3 separate regions of the Mus musculus genome follow, and regions 2 and 3 are each linked to region 1. Evidence: chromatin contacts called from public ChIA-PET and HiChIP or PLAC-seq data. All regions are on one chromosome and are shown on one strand. The core of a region is the stretch at or near the end of the contact, and the rest is flanking DNA. Distances in the headings are between cores, read along the strand shown. Region 1 has its middle 92 kb from the start of Gm41393. Region 2 overlaps Pced1b (PC-esterase domain containing 1B). Region 3 has its middle 42 kb from the start of Rpap3.

What was found. HiChIP or PLAC-seq counts read pairs in DNA pulled down with a chosen protein or histone mark. ChIA-PET counts read pairs in DNA pulled down with a chosen protein or histone mark.
Region 2: an RNA polymerase II ChIA-PET map of memory CD8 T cells shows a contact between it and region 1, with 17 read pairs. The contact joins two enhancer-like sites. A contact is called at or near these places in 1 of 15 datasets of contacts at CTCF or cohesin (pro-B cells), 1 of 484 Hi-C or Micro-C datasets (cranial neural crest), 1 of 115 datasets of contacts at active chromatin or transcription factors (memory CD8 T cells) and 1 of 9 other capture datasets (embryonic stem cells).
Region 3: a contact with region 1 is called in a CTCF HiChIP or PLAC-seq map of the NIH/3T3 cell line, with 10 read pairs. The contact joins two enhancer-like sites. A contact is called at or near these places in 1 of 15 datasets of contacts at CTCF or cohesin (the NIH/3T3 cell line), 3 of 484 Hi-C or Micro-C datasets (CD4 T cells, cortical neurons and granulocyte-monocyte progenitors) and 3 of 115 datasets of contacts at active chromatin or transcription factors (Th17 cells, embryonic stem cells and memory CD8 T cells).

The regions. Positions count from the first base shown.
Region 1 is chr15:97,496,648-97,500,794 of GRCm38.p6, reverse strand. No RefSeq gene overlaps it. Among named protein-coding and RNA genes, the nearest start is that of Gm41393, 92 kb to the right of the region's middle. Within about 2 kb of position 2,249, at least 39 of the 459 cell types and tissues checked have an H3K27ac peak or open chromatin away from gene starts, as enhancers often do. A contact at or near this core is called in the NIH/3T3 cell line and memory CD8 T cells, where this site is marked.
Region 2 is chr15:97,285,555-97,289,701 of GRCm38.p6, reverse strand. The region is part of intron 3 of Pced1b (PC-esterase domain containing 1B); the gene reads right to left. Among named protein-coding and RNA genes, the nearest start is that of Amigo2, 40 kb to the right of the region's middle. Within about 2 kb of position 2,456, at least 18 of the 459 cell types and tissues checked have an H3K27ac peak or open chromatin away from gene starts, as enhancers often do. A contact at or near this core is called in memory CD8 T cells, where this site is marked.
Region 3 is chr15:97,661,750-97,665,896 of GRCm38.p6, reverse strand. No RefSeq gene overlaps it. Among named protein-coding and RNA genes, the nearest start is that of Rpap3, 42 kb to the left of the region's middle. Within about 2 kb of position 2,021, at least 173 of the 459 cell types and tissues checked have an H3K27ac peak or open chromatin away from gene starts, as enhancers often do. A contact at or near this core is called in the NIH/3T3 cell line and memory CD8 T cells, where this site is marked.

The sequences.
Region 1 (4,147 bases), core at 1,000-3,499:
GTCTCAAAAAACCAAAATTTAAAAAAAAAATTACCCATGGTAGTAGATGAGTGGACCAGTCCCTAAAATGGGTCTCCTGCTTCCTTTCCTTCAGTGACCATGTAAGTAATGATTTCCATATTACTGGTGTTGACTGTATTACTTTAAGTATGTTATTAAACCACATACTTATGTGCCTTTGTCTGCTAAAATTAGGACCCATGGAATGACTCCATGCGCACCTTCAGTGTGATTCTGTCACAGACATCATGAGGAGAGCAGCGTTTGACCTGTGTAACAGATAAGACTACTGAGTCTCAAAGAGAAGTTGTCTTAAGCTGGGCCTTCTACGCATGGTACGGCTAGGACCTGTTTGCATTCTACCCCAGCTAGTGTCTAAGTATTTCAGAGGCCTGTTGAAGGCTCTTGCTAAGCAGGGCGAGTGTTGGAAGGATAGCCCTTTGAGAGGCCTGGTTCTTCCACTAGGTTGACTCTATCAGTCCCAGGATAAGGCAGTAAAGGGCTGAATCACAGGAAGATGCCTGGGACCCACAGTTATCCTCCTTTAGCAAGTGACAAAAATTGTTGCCAGACCTCAGGGCACCCACCCCAATTAACCCTTCTCTGGCCTCAGCCCCTTGAAGGCAATGTTGTCAGGAGTCTGCAGGGAGCCCCAGCGTGACAGTGTGGCAGGATGGGGCAGGAGGAGGCCAGTTATTGGCTCGCTGCTTGGCTGAGTAGATCTGTAGTTGCCTGCCAAGAGATTCCCAGCCTTGTAAGGGTACAGCCCTGCATCCCTCTCTCCCTCAAGGACCAGGTTCTAAAGACCTTAGATGCTCTCCCTTGCCACAGCCCATGTGTAGAATCTTCAGACTAAGGAATGGAGAAGTTAACAGTTAAGATTGCTTCTGTCTAAAGGTTTCCTTCCCTTGCTCCATCCCCCATCCCTCCTCGCTCTCTCTTTCCTCTCCCCCTTCTTTCATTCTTCATTCTCTCTCTCTCTCTCTCTCTCTCTCTCTCTCTCTCTCTCTCTCTCTCTCTCCCTCTCTCCCTCTCTCCCTCTCTCCCTCTCTCCCTCTCTCCCTCTCTCCCTCTCTCCCTCTCTCCCTTCCTCTCTCCCTGGTGTTACTAATAAATTGATCGGGTGACCATGGGCTGAGGAGGCTCAGACCCTTAGACTGCACTAGAGGCAGAACAAAGCCCACGTCATTGCAGACCAGGGGTTCTCAGCCTTCCTAACACTGTGGCCCTTTAATACTTCTCCTCATGAGGTGGTAATTCCAACCATATGTTATTTTAGCTGCTACTTCATAACTATAGTTATGAATCATAATGTAAATATTTTGGAGATAGAGGTTTGCCAAGGGGTCATGACCCACAGGTTGGGAAACAGCTGCCCTGGGGACTTTCCACTTTGGCAAGCATACTTTCTTTTCCTTGCTTCTAAGAATATCTAATAAAACTCTTCTCTCTTACCCGAGCTGGAGCACAGATCTACCTGGAGTCGTGTGCTGCCCGACCTATGAGTCACCTGGCGCTTATGTAAGCTCATTAGAATTTTCAAGCACCCAAGTTTGTCTTTTAACATCTGCATGTTTTCTTTTGTTATGAGGCCCATCTCTTCCGTCAGACATTTGCAAGAATCTTTGTACTGAAAGTTTTTCTCCCGTTGACCAGTACCTATAAAACTGGATATGTAAGAAAGCAAATACAACCCACAAAGGGATTTCTCACATTTTCATTTTTGTTCTTTGATTTTGGTTTTGCTTGTTTTGTTGTTCTGTCTTTGTTTGTGTTGTTGTTGTCTGTGACATGAACCTTGTGAACCCCAGGCTGGCCTGGGCCTCTTGATCTTTCTCCTTCCGGACTCTGAGGCTGTGGCCACAGGTATGCCTCTCCACACTGGGCCTAAGTACTGCCTTTTAAAAGGCGTTTTCTATTGAGTTTAAAGAAATCTGCTACAGTGTTCTGGAGCATGGGCCTACATCCACATTGCCTTTGAACTTGGAGTTCTCCAGAAGCCTGGGGAAGAAAAAGTTCAACAGTTCCCAGGAGTGCTGTGGCCTCCTGACACAAGTGGGGGTGGGGTAGGGGGAGATGGAGTCAGAGAAGGTGGAAGTGTGCTGCTCTGAAGTCCTTTTGGGGGTGTGACGGGTAACCCCACCATACCTTGCTTGTACTTTAATATTTTAGTTGTGACAGGGCATCTCAGGGTAGAGCCAGCAGGGGGCATTGCATTTCTTCTAGGAACAACAGCCATGAAATGACCTATCCCACCAGGGAGCGCCTGCCCACTTCTGAGTCTCTTGTGCAAAGCTAGAGATGCTGTCAGGAGACAGAGCTTTACCTCTGGCTCCTGGTGTGCCACACACACACACACACTCACACACACACACACACACGATAGTGTTAAATATCACAAACACTGTCTTACCATTGGGGAAGTTACAAGTCCTCGATCGGTTTTGCTGAGCAGAAGTCACGATGTCTGTGGGAATGGCTCCTGTGAAGCTCGGCAGGAAGAATGTAGTCCCTCCTGCAACCTTGGCTCGAGTCACTCCAATTCTGCCGCCATTATCACATCGTCTGCTCTAATTCTGGCCCTTCCATGTCCCACTTTAAAGACCTTGTGATGATGACATTGGGGTTATCTGGGAAAATCCGGGCTAATCTCTCCATCCCAATTAATTTAATTGCATCTGTAAAGCCCATGGAAGGCACCATTTGTAGGTTTCAGGGGCAGGATGGATGTCTATTTGGAAGGGCATCGTGATAGACAAGATGGGTCATCAGCGTAGCATCTAAGAAACCCAGGAAACAAGCCTCTGTCCAGGAATATGAAGGACTATCTAGATGGGATTAACTGAGTGGGAAGACCTCGGCTATGGGTGGCACCCTTCCATGGGTTATGGTCTTGAACTGAGTGGAAATATTGTCAGGATGGGTGGAACTGGCTCAGATCAGCTTATTGTGCATCCATGTGTGCCTTAGCCTTCTGAGTACTTGACACAGCTAGGATTGTCTAGGAAAAGGGAATCTCAATTGAGAAAAATGTCGTTAAATCAAATTGGCATAGGCAAGTCTGTGGGGCATTTTCTTGGTTGATGATTGCTGTGGCAGCTCAGACCATTGTGGATGGAATCAGCCCTGAGCAGGAGATCCTGGAGGGTATAAGAAAGGTTAACGGGATGTGAGCCAGGCAGTCAGTAGCATTCCTCCGTGGTCTCTGATTCAGTTCCTGCCTTGGGTTCCTGCCTTGAGTTCCCTCACTGGCTTTCCTCTATGGACTGTGACTTGAGATAGATAAGTCAAATAACCCTTTCCTCCCCAGGTTGCTTTTGGTCATGGTCTTCATCCCAGCAATAGGAAGTAAAAGAAGACAGCCCGTGTCCTAATGACTGATTTATCTATCTGCTAAATTTTAATACTATTCAAAAGCTTATTTCTTTTTAATGATTTGAATATCACTTTCTATGTTCCAGTCTTCAATATCATTTTCTTTTTGAAGATTCAACAAATGGCTTATCAGTTATAGTTCTGAACTTGTGGAATTAAAACTTCAAGTTGAATTGTGTTGGTTTAAGTCTGATGGGAGTGGAGCAGGCTTGAGATAATGGGGGGGCGGGTTTAACTGGGGATTTCGGGGTTAGAAACAGCTAATGAAGTTGGGTTTTTTTATATTATTATTAAATTAAGATTTAAACCTTAAATTAAAAGGCAGTAAAATGGAAGTATAACTCATACCAGCCTCTAATAAGGGATGGCATTCTCAAACTCTAGCAGCTAAGCAGAAGCAAGGATACTCAGAAGGTTTGTTAGACCCCTGTCTTAGGACTAACACTTCAGACTTGATGTCCACTGACGATAAACACAAAATGATCAAGATATGACTTGGGTTTATTGACGATAAACACAAAATGATCAAGATATGACTTGGGTTTATTGACGATAAACACAAAATGATCAAGATATGACTTGGGTTTATTGACGATAAACACAAAATGATCAAGATATGACTTGGGTTTATTGATCCTACAATACTCTCCAAATCCTTTTTTTTTGTTTGTTTGTTTTAAATCCAGCACAGTGAGACTGTACAGAAACTGTAGAAGCACCCGCATTCTGTTTAAAATTACATTCATTAAGTTATTAGTAAAGTTAGCCTGAT
Region 2 (4,147 bases), core at 1,207-3,706, 210 kb after region 1:
TCCCTGGGCTGGTAGTCTTGGGTTCTATAAGAAAGCAAGCTAAGCAAGCCAGGGGAAGCAAGCCAGTAAGTAACATCCCTCCATGGCCTCTGCATCAGCTCCTGCCTCCAAGTTCCTGACCTGCTTAAGTTCCAGTCCTGACGTCCTTTGGTGATGAACAGCAATGTGGAATAAACCCTTCCCCCCCACCCCAACTTGCTTCTTGGCCATGATGTTCTATGCAGAAATAGAAACCCTTGACTGAGACACACAGTAACAGAAACCAAGTTAAGAAAGGGCATTCTGGTGAAGCACTGTACATTCCTGAGGGCTGGGGGACACAGCCAAATGTCAGTAGACTGAGGCGCAAGACACAGACTGACAGAAACCACAAGCAACCCTTCAGCTGAAATTATTGTCTCACAAATATAAACAGCCAGGGTAACGGACGGGATATGGAGATATGTATTTTCCTCCAAGATAAAAATTTAATGAAACACACAGAAATTTGCCTAAAGACTCCCAGAGAAATGGCATTTACTCAAAATAAGAAAACTCCACGGGACAGCTTTTTAACAACAGAGACATCTCTAAAACATCAGGAAAAGAAGCTGCCCTTAGGTGACCCGGGAAGATCTCCCTGAAGTCAGTTTGTCACCCTGAAGTCAGTTTGTCCGAGGCATCCCGTGAATAGCTGGGAGCAGATCGAATAATCACGCTGCACTGCGAAGGTTCAGGCTGTGCGACAATTGGTAAATAAACTAACAGCAACACGTGACTTGGAGGGTCTGAGTCTCCCGTTCTTACGGTTCTTACCCACATACCAGATGGCAACACACACCCATAATCAAGCACAGAGCCCCTGTGGGCTGGGGGCTGGCGGCAGCTGAGTCAGACTGGCCTCTGCGGAGGAGTTGATCCGCCTCCACAAAGGGCTTTTTTGCGCTGTCAATTCTCTGTCTCTCTCTGTCCCCCCACCCCAACCTCTACCCCACCCTACCCCTCCCCACACCCTTCTTCTTTTTTTAAACAGGGTCTCACCATGTAGACTCAGCTAGTCTTAAATTTATAATCGCCTGCCTCAGCCTCCTGCCTCAGCCTGAGGTCACAGTACGGATGCTCTTGAGGGCTAATGGTATCCAGGGATGGGTTCCAAGCACCTGTGAGTGGCGTTTGCTTACTGCTATATGCAAAATTATATCCCGTCAGAATCAAGACGCTGTGCAAACACACTGAGACATCTTAGGGTGAATAGACATAGCTGGACCCACAGGCGTCTTAGCTCTTTAAAAATGTCTCCTTTAAGCTAGAGGAAGTACCCAAGGAGCTGAAGGGGTCTGCAACCCCCTAGGAGGAACAACTATGAACTAATCAGTACCCCCAGAGCTCCCTGGACTAAACCACCAATCAAGGAAAACACATGATGGGACTCATGGCTCCAGCTGCATATGTAGCAGAGAATGACCTATATGGTCATCAATGGGAGGAGAGGCCCTTGGTCCCATGAAGGTTCTATGCCCCAGTGTAGAGGAATGCCAGGGCCAGGAAGCAGGAGTGGGTGGGTTGGTGAGCAGGGAGAAGGGGGTAGGGAGAGGGGATTTTTGGAGGGGAAACTAGGAAAGGGGATAACATTTGAAATGTAAATAAAGAAAATATCTAAATAAATAAATAAATAAATAAATAAGGTCTCCTTTAGGCTAGTGTGCCAAGTGAAAGAAGGCAGTCAGAGACAGACAGACACGGGTCAATTCAGAAACAGGAAGTAGAATGGAGCTGTCAGGTTTGAGGGGAGGGGAAGTAGGGTAAATGGTGAAGGGAAAGTTTCTACCTGGGGTACATAGAGTCTCAGTTTTGCAAGGTGAATGCGCTCTGCAGGTGGATGGTGGTGACAGCTGCACATCAGTGGGAAAGCATCAATTCCTACACTTAAAAGTAAGATGCATGCTGAGGTCTGAGAACAAAGGGTCAGGAGTTCAAGGCCACCCCAGACTACTTGAGACCCTGTCTCAAACACAGAGCCTACTTTGCCTTTGCATATCTGTGGTAGGTTGAATATGTTTGGCCCAGGGAGCGGCACTATTAGGAAGTATGGCCTTGTTGGGGGAAGTGTGTCATTGTGGGCGTGGGCTTTGACAGTAGTCTTCTGTTTGCCTTTGGATGAAGATGTAGAACGCTCAGCTCCTCCTGCACCATGCCTGCCTGGATGCTGCCATGCTCCCAACTTGATGATAATGAAGCTGTAAGCCAGCCCCAACTAAATGTTGTCCTCTAATGAGAGTTGCCTTGGTCATGGTGTCTGTTCCCAGCAATGAAAACCCTAACTAAGACAATATTTGAGTATAATCTAAAATACATAAATGAAAAACATGTAGAGAAAAACCCAGTAAGTATCTATTTCCTCTGAGGTGAGAGAGGCCCGTGGTCACACTCTCACTTGTCTGCCAAGCTGTCTTTCATGAGAATGCAGCTTCCCCTGCATCAAGGTGACACCCTCTTTGTTTCCTTGTGGCTTTGTGAAGGCCTTTCCAACAGGAGGCTCAGCGCAGGCCCGGGCCTCTATTATTAACAAAACTGAAATGTTAAGTGGACTTTTCCGTTCTACCAAAAATCGGTTGCTTTTTTTTTTAAAGCATCCTTCTAAAGCAACCGAAGTCAGTGGGAGGAGGACTGTATTTCTCTTAGATATGTGAAGTTACATAAGTCAAACTTCAAAGAACGCAGCACATTTCTTCATGCTGTGCGTGGCTTTTGAACTGAAGAGCTCAAATCTCTGTGGTACCGTGACCTCGCCTTTCCCTGTACCCGTGGCCTGGGAAATCAAATTTCACAATGGACCAACCTCTCTGCCTGTGCCTGGTATCGACTCAACAGAGAAGGGGCTGATGGGAAGCCGTCTGTAAGAACAGGCTGGTTGGATCTGTAACATAAAACCCATGTTTTAATAATCAAAACAGCTTCTCAGGGGAACCTTAGGGATTGGGCCCCTGAATGGAGACCCGGGGAGGTCTCAAACACTTTACACTGCAATTCGAGGTGAGACTGTCTCTTGCACTTTAGGTCTTCATCGTGCACATAAGGAAAATCCGAATTGTTTTTGACCTTCAGAAGTTTTGCCTACTCAGAAATGTTCTAAGTCCTGTCTTCAGCATAAAAAAATGCTATATTTTATTAATAAGCTCAGGGCACACCTTATGCAGTTACATTGTTCATGTCAACCACAAACTGGCACGGAACATCTCCTAAGGGAAACATATTGGATTTATTTATTTTATGTGTATGAATGTTTTGCCCACGTGTATACACGTGAAGAGGGGACTTGATCCCCTCTAACTGGAACTACGAAGAGCTGTCATGTGGATGCTGGAAATCAAACCCAAGTCCTCTGCAAGAACAACTGCCCTTAAAAACAAAAGGCCATCTCTACAGCCCCACTGTGTTTGTCTAAAATTTGTTTATTTATTTTGTAGGTAGGGAAGTGCTGGTGCCTTGGCACACTAGCAGAGGTCAAAGAGCAACTTGCAGAAAAGTCTCTTCTCTCTTTCTACCATGTGGGTCCAGGAATCAAACATAGGGGACCGAATTTGGGTTATCAGCTTGGCAGAGGGCATCTATACTCACTGAGCCATCTCAGTCAGCCTGGATAGACATTTACAGTTGATTGATTTTATAGATGATTGAGTAAACAACCATCCGTTAAAGTGGGTCTTCCTGTAACCCTACTGCGCGCTCGCCTCTTTATGGGCGACAAACTACAAAGCTCACTCTGCATCTAAGTACATGTTAAATGTATCCCCAAAGTGGAGATGGGAGAAGAGGCTGCTGCCCGGGATTAGTGAGTCACGTGACTAACCACACATGATTAGTTCACTTTGCCCTGATCAACTACTTCTTGGCTCAGCAAAAAGCTCACAATACCGCTATATCTATGGACCATCATAGGAGTGGGAAACACAGGTTTAAAAATGATTTCAGCCTCTAGCAAGCATTTCCAGGCCAAGCACTGAGCCTGGTTATCAATCCCATTACACTGTGTGGGAAAACAGAAACTCGGCTTCCTAGGTTAAAGATCACAGAAGAGCCTGATCTATTGCCCCAATTTAACAGATGTTAGAATCTTCGTGATGATTGTTAAGAGGAATGCCCATTCCTCCTGCACACGAGGACCATC
Region 3 (4,147 bases), core at 772-3,271, 170 kb before region 1:
GACATGGCCAAGTCAGCTCCACCTGTACAATACATGCGTGGAACCCATGTATTCCACATCGTCTCTCAGAGCGTGATTTGTCACTGCACGTCGAGGCACCAGGAGAAAGCTATCACGAATTAACTTTTCAGCACACTAACTGTTAATCAGAGAATTTGTTACAGGTCAATGAAACTAATTGACAACGACCCAAACTCAGGACTAAGGTTTTCATACTATAGTGATAGACACTGGGATTTAATTACACTCTCCTTTACATGTGCTATTATGAAACCAAAGAGTCTTAATTTCGTTAATTAAATTACACTTCATAGATCTGGTGATGATTTGAGTAAATCCAGAACTGCGCCCTTTAAACAGCTGCACTGTTAGCTTCTGGCCAGGAGGTGGCGCTGTGCTTTTCATTTAAGCCCATCGTGACGTTTCAAGCTGGTTGGTTTACCCCATAAACTCTTAAGTACATAGGTGGTACATTGTGAACTTCATCACACGACTGTCCATTGACATTACCCTACATTAAAACGTTAGAAAAAGTGAGTTATAGTAATGGGGTCATATACATTCATAAAAGGGATCTAATGAACACAACATGGTACTCGATGGTTGGGCACCAAAATAGAAACTTAAAAAGACACCACTGCTTAAAACCACAACGCTCACAAAACCAAAACTGCGTCGAAAGAATTATGTTTTGACTGGATCCAGAGTTCTTGACTGACAGCCTTCCTTTTCAATGCTGGGGGGAAAAATGTCAGCGCCACCCTTTGCACCGCGGTGGCTAATGAGAAAAAGCTCTTGCTGGTCCCCTATGGGTGATCCTAGGAGCTTTCTTGCAATGCACACAATTGGTGTTTCTAGTTTGCTGGCGGCCTTTGTAGCTGTTTGGTATGTGAGAAAAACACTAAGCTCGGGGAATTCACACTGTATTCCTCATATCCCAAGGTCCCCGGACAGTCTGTCTGCTTTTGTTTGTTTGGTTTGTTTTTTTGGTTTTTTGTTGTTGTTGTTGTTTGTTTTGTTTTTTTGAGACAGGGTTTCTCTGAATAGGCCTGGCTGTGTAGACCAGGCTGGCCTTGAACTCAGAAATCTGCCTGCCTCTGCCTCCCAAGTGCTGGGATTAAAGGCGTGTGCCACCACTGCCCAGCTACAGTCTTTCTTCTTTTCTCTACTTTACTAGCAGCTTTTTTCCTCCCACTCATCCTTGTCCCCCTCTTCTTCCTCTTCTTCCTCCTGCTCCTCCTCCTTCTTTTGAGACAGGGTCTCATTATGTAGCCGAGGCTATTCTGGAACTCCTTCTGTAGACCAGGTTGGCCTCCAACTAAGTGATCTGCCTGCCTCTGCCTCCCGAGTACTGGAACTAAAGGTGTAAGCCATTGCACCAGGCGTTTAGAATTGTCTTTTAGAATGATCTGTACACGACGTCCTTTCAGTTGTAATTAGCAGTGGAAATATGCAAAACTGCACTGGCTTTTAATCATTTTAAAAATATCTTCTGTACTTAATTCTTAATCTCACCCGGAAATTTCTGGTGTGAGATTAAGACCTCCTTGCCCAACATCCCTGTGCCCACAAGGGGGCAGCAAGGGGCAGAAGCTTCTGGGTGAGATTTAGTGCATGGTAATCTATCTTTAACAGATTATTGTTTGGGTCCCTTCTACACGATTCTGTGGAGTCTCGAAGGCTGGCTCTGGGAAATGTTACAGTTTGAATGTGAAACATCTCCTGCAAGCTCGTGTTTCGGGACATTTGGTCTCCATCTGGTGGCGCTGTTTCGGGAGGCTGTGTAATCTGGACGCTGCACCTAGCTGACAGGCGAAAGGTCTTGAGGGTTATCAGCCAGCTGTTCCTGGCTGACGCCATGGAGCACGCATCTGCCCGAGGCTCCCGCTGCCAGGCTGTGAACGCTGCCACAGTGGGCAGTGTCCTCGCGAGAGAAATCCTTCCTTCTCTAAATTGCTTCTGCCGGGTAGCATCACAGCAACTAGGAAGGCGAAAATACAGAAAGACGGAGCCCTTGAGAGCTGCCTTGCTCCTTCTGTACCACAAGGGGGCAGTAAGAAGGCACCATGTGAGGAAACAGGCTCTCACCAGACACTGAATCTTCCAGGACTTCCCCACCTGTGGTTTTCAGCCTGAATGGGTAGAGATCTAGAGATAGTCATCCCCGTCCTTGGTGCAATAGCCCCCAGGCCACCCCTCTCCCAAGTCCTCATAGTTCCCTCTCTGAAGCTCACTTAGTTCCCAGCCCTTTGCTGTACCAACGAGGTAAAGTCTACAGTCAACATCTCCCTAGTCTGCTATTTGTTCTCTTTGCTTCTAGTCCCTATAAGCCGTTCTCTATCGCAAAGGTAAAAGTAAAAATGTTTATTATTAATGTATACGTGAGAGAGAGAGAGAGAGAGAGAGAGAGAGAGAGAGAGAGAGAGAGAGAATGACAGGTGTGGTTATAGGATAACTCCATGGAGTTGGTGCCCCACATCTAGGGACAGAAAGAACTCAGTTTATCTTCATGGCAAGCATCTTTTTACCCACGTCAGCCACCAAACTTCTAAAAGCACAAGTCAGTTCTTGCCACTGCTGGATTAAGAGTTGGAAAGTTAGGTGCGTGTGGTGGCACAGGGCCTTTTTAGTCCCAGCACTCAGGAGGCAGAGGCAGGCAGATCTCTGAGTGCGAGGCTAGCCTGGTCTAGAGGGAGTTCCAGAACAGCCAGGATTACACAGAGAAACCCTTTCAAAAAATACATAGCAAAAAAGAGAAAATAAAAGAATCTGTAAGTGGTATGTCATTGCACTTTTAATAAAATATAACATCTTTTTAAAAAATTTTAAATATTAATTAAAATTTTTGTATATGAGAGTTTTGCCTCTATGTATGTATGTATGTATGTGTATGTATATATGCATGTATGCATGTGTGTATGTGTGTATGTGTGTATGTATGTGTGTATGTATGTATGTGTGTATGCATGTATATATGTGTGTATGCATGCATGTATGTATGTGCGTATGCATGTATATGTATGTGTGTATGTGTGTATATGTATGTGTGTATGCATGCATGTGTGTGTATGTATGTGTGTATGCGTGTATATGTATGTGTGTATGCATGCATGCATGTGTGTGTATGTATGTGTGTATGCGTGTATATGTATGTGTGTATGCATGTATGTATGCATGTGTGTATGCATGTATGTATATATGTGTGTATGCGTGTATATGTATGTGTGTATGCATGTATGTATGTGTGTATGCATGTATGTATATATGTGTGTGTGCGTGTATATGTATGTGTGTATGCATGCATGCATGTGTGTGTATGTATGTGTGTATGCGTGTATATGTATGTGTGTATGCATGTATGTATGCATGTGTGTATGCATGTATGTATATATGTGTGTATGCGTGTATATGTATGTGTGTATGCATGTATGTATGCATGTGTGTATGTATGTATGTATATATGTGTGTATGCGTGTATATGTATGTGTGTATGTATGCATGTATGTGTGCATGCATGCATGCATGTATGTATGTGTATGCATGCATGTATGTGTGTGTATGTATGTGTGTATGTATGTGTGTATGTATGTCTGTGCACCATGTGGCCAGAAGAGGATATGTGCTCCCCTAGAACTGGAGTTATGAATGATCATGAGTCATTCAGTGGGTGCTGGAAACCCAACTTGGGTTTCTCTGCAAGGGTAGTGAGTACTCTTAACTATGCCAGTCCCGAAATAGGCTTCCTATTCACAGTCTACTAAGCCCCTACGTGATCTACCTGCTGTCTGTTTCAGCCACTAATGCTTATCGATTCTTCCCGTGGTCACTGCGTTCCCAGCACCCCTTGCTCCTTTTCCTCTCTGTTAGTGCTGTCTTATGCTGTCTCAGGGCCTTTGCACCCACCTGCTCGGTCTCACCTCCTCTAAGAGAGCCGCTAACTTCTTCTCTTACTCATGAAACTTTTCTTAAACACTGTTTAATTTTATTCGAGCTCTCTGATATCTTCTGGCACTGTACTGGCTGGTTCTGTGTGTCAACTTGACATAGGCTGGAGTTATCACGGAGAAAGGAGCTTCCCTTGAGGAAATGCCTCCATGAGATCCAGCTGTAAGACATTTTCTCAATTAGTGACTAAGGGTGGGAGGAG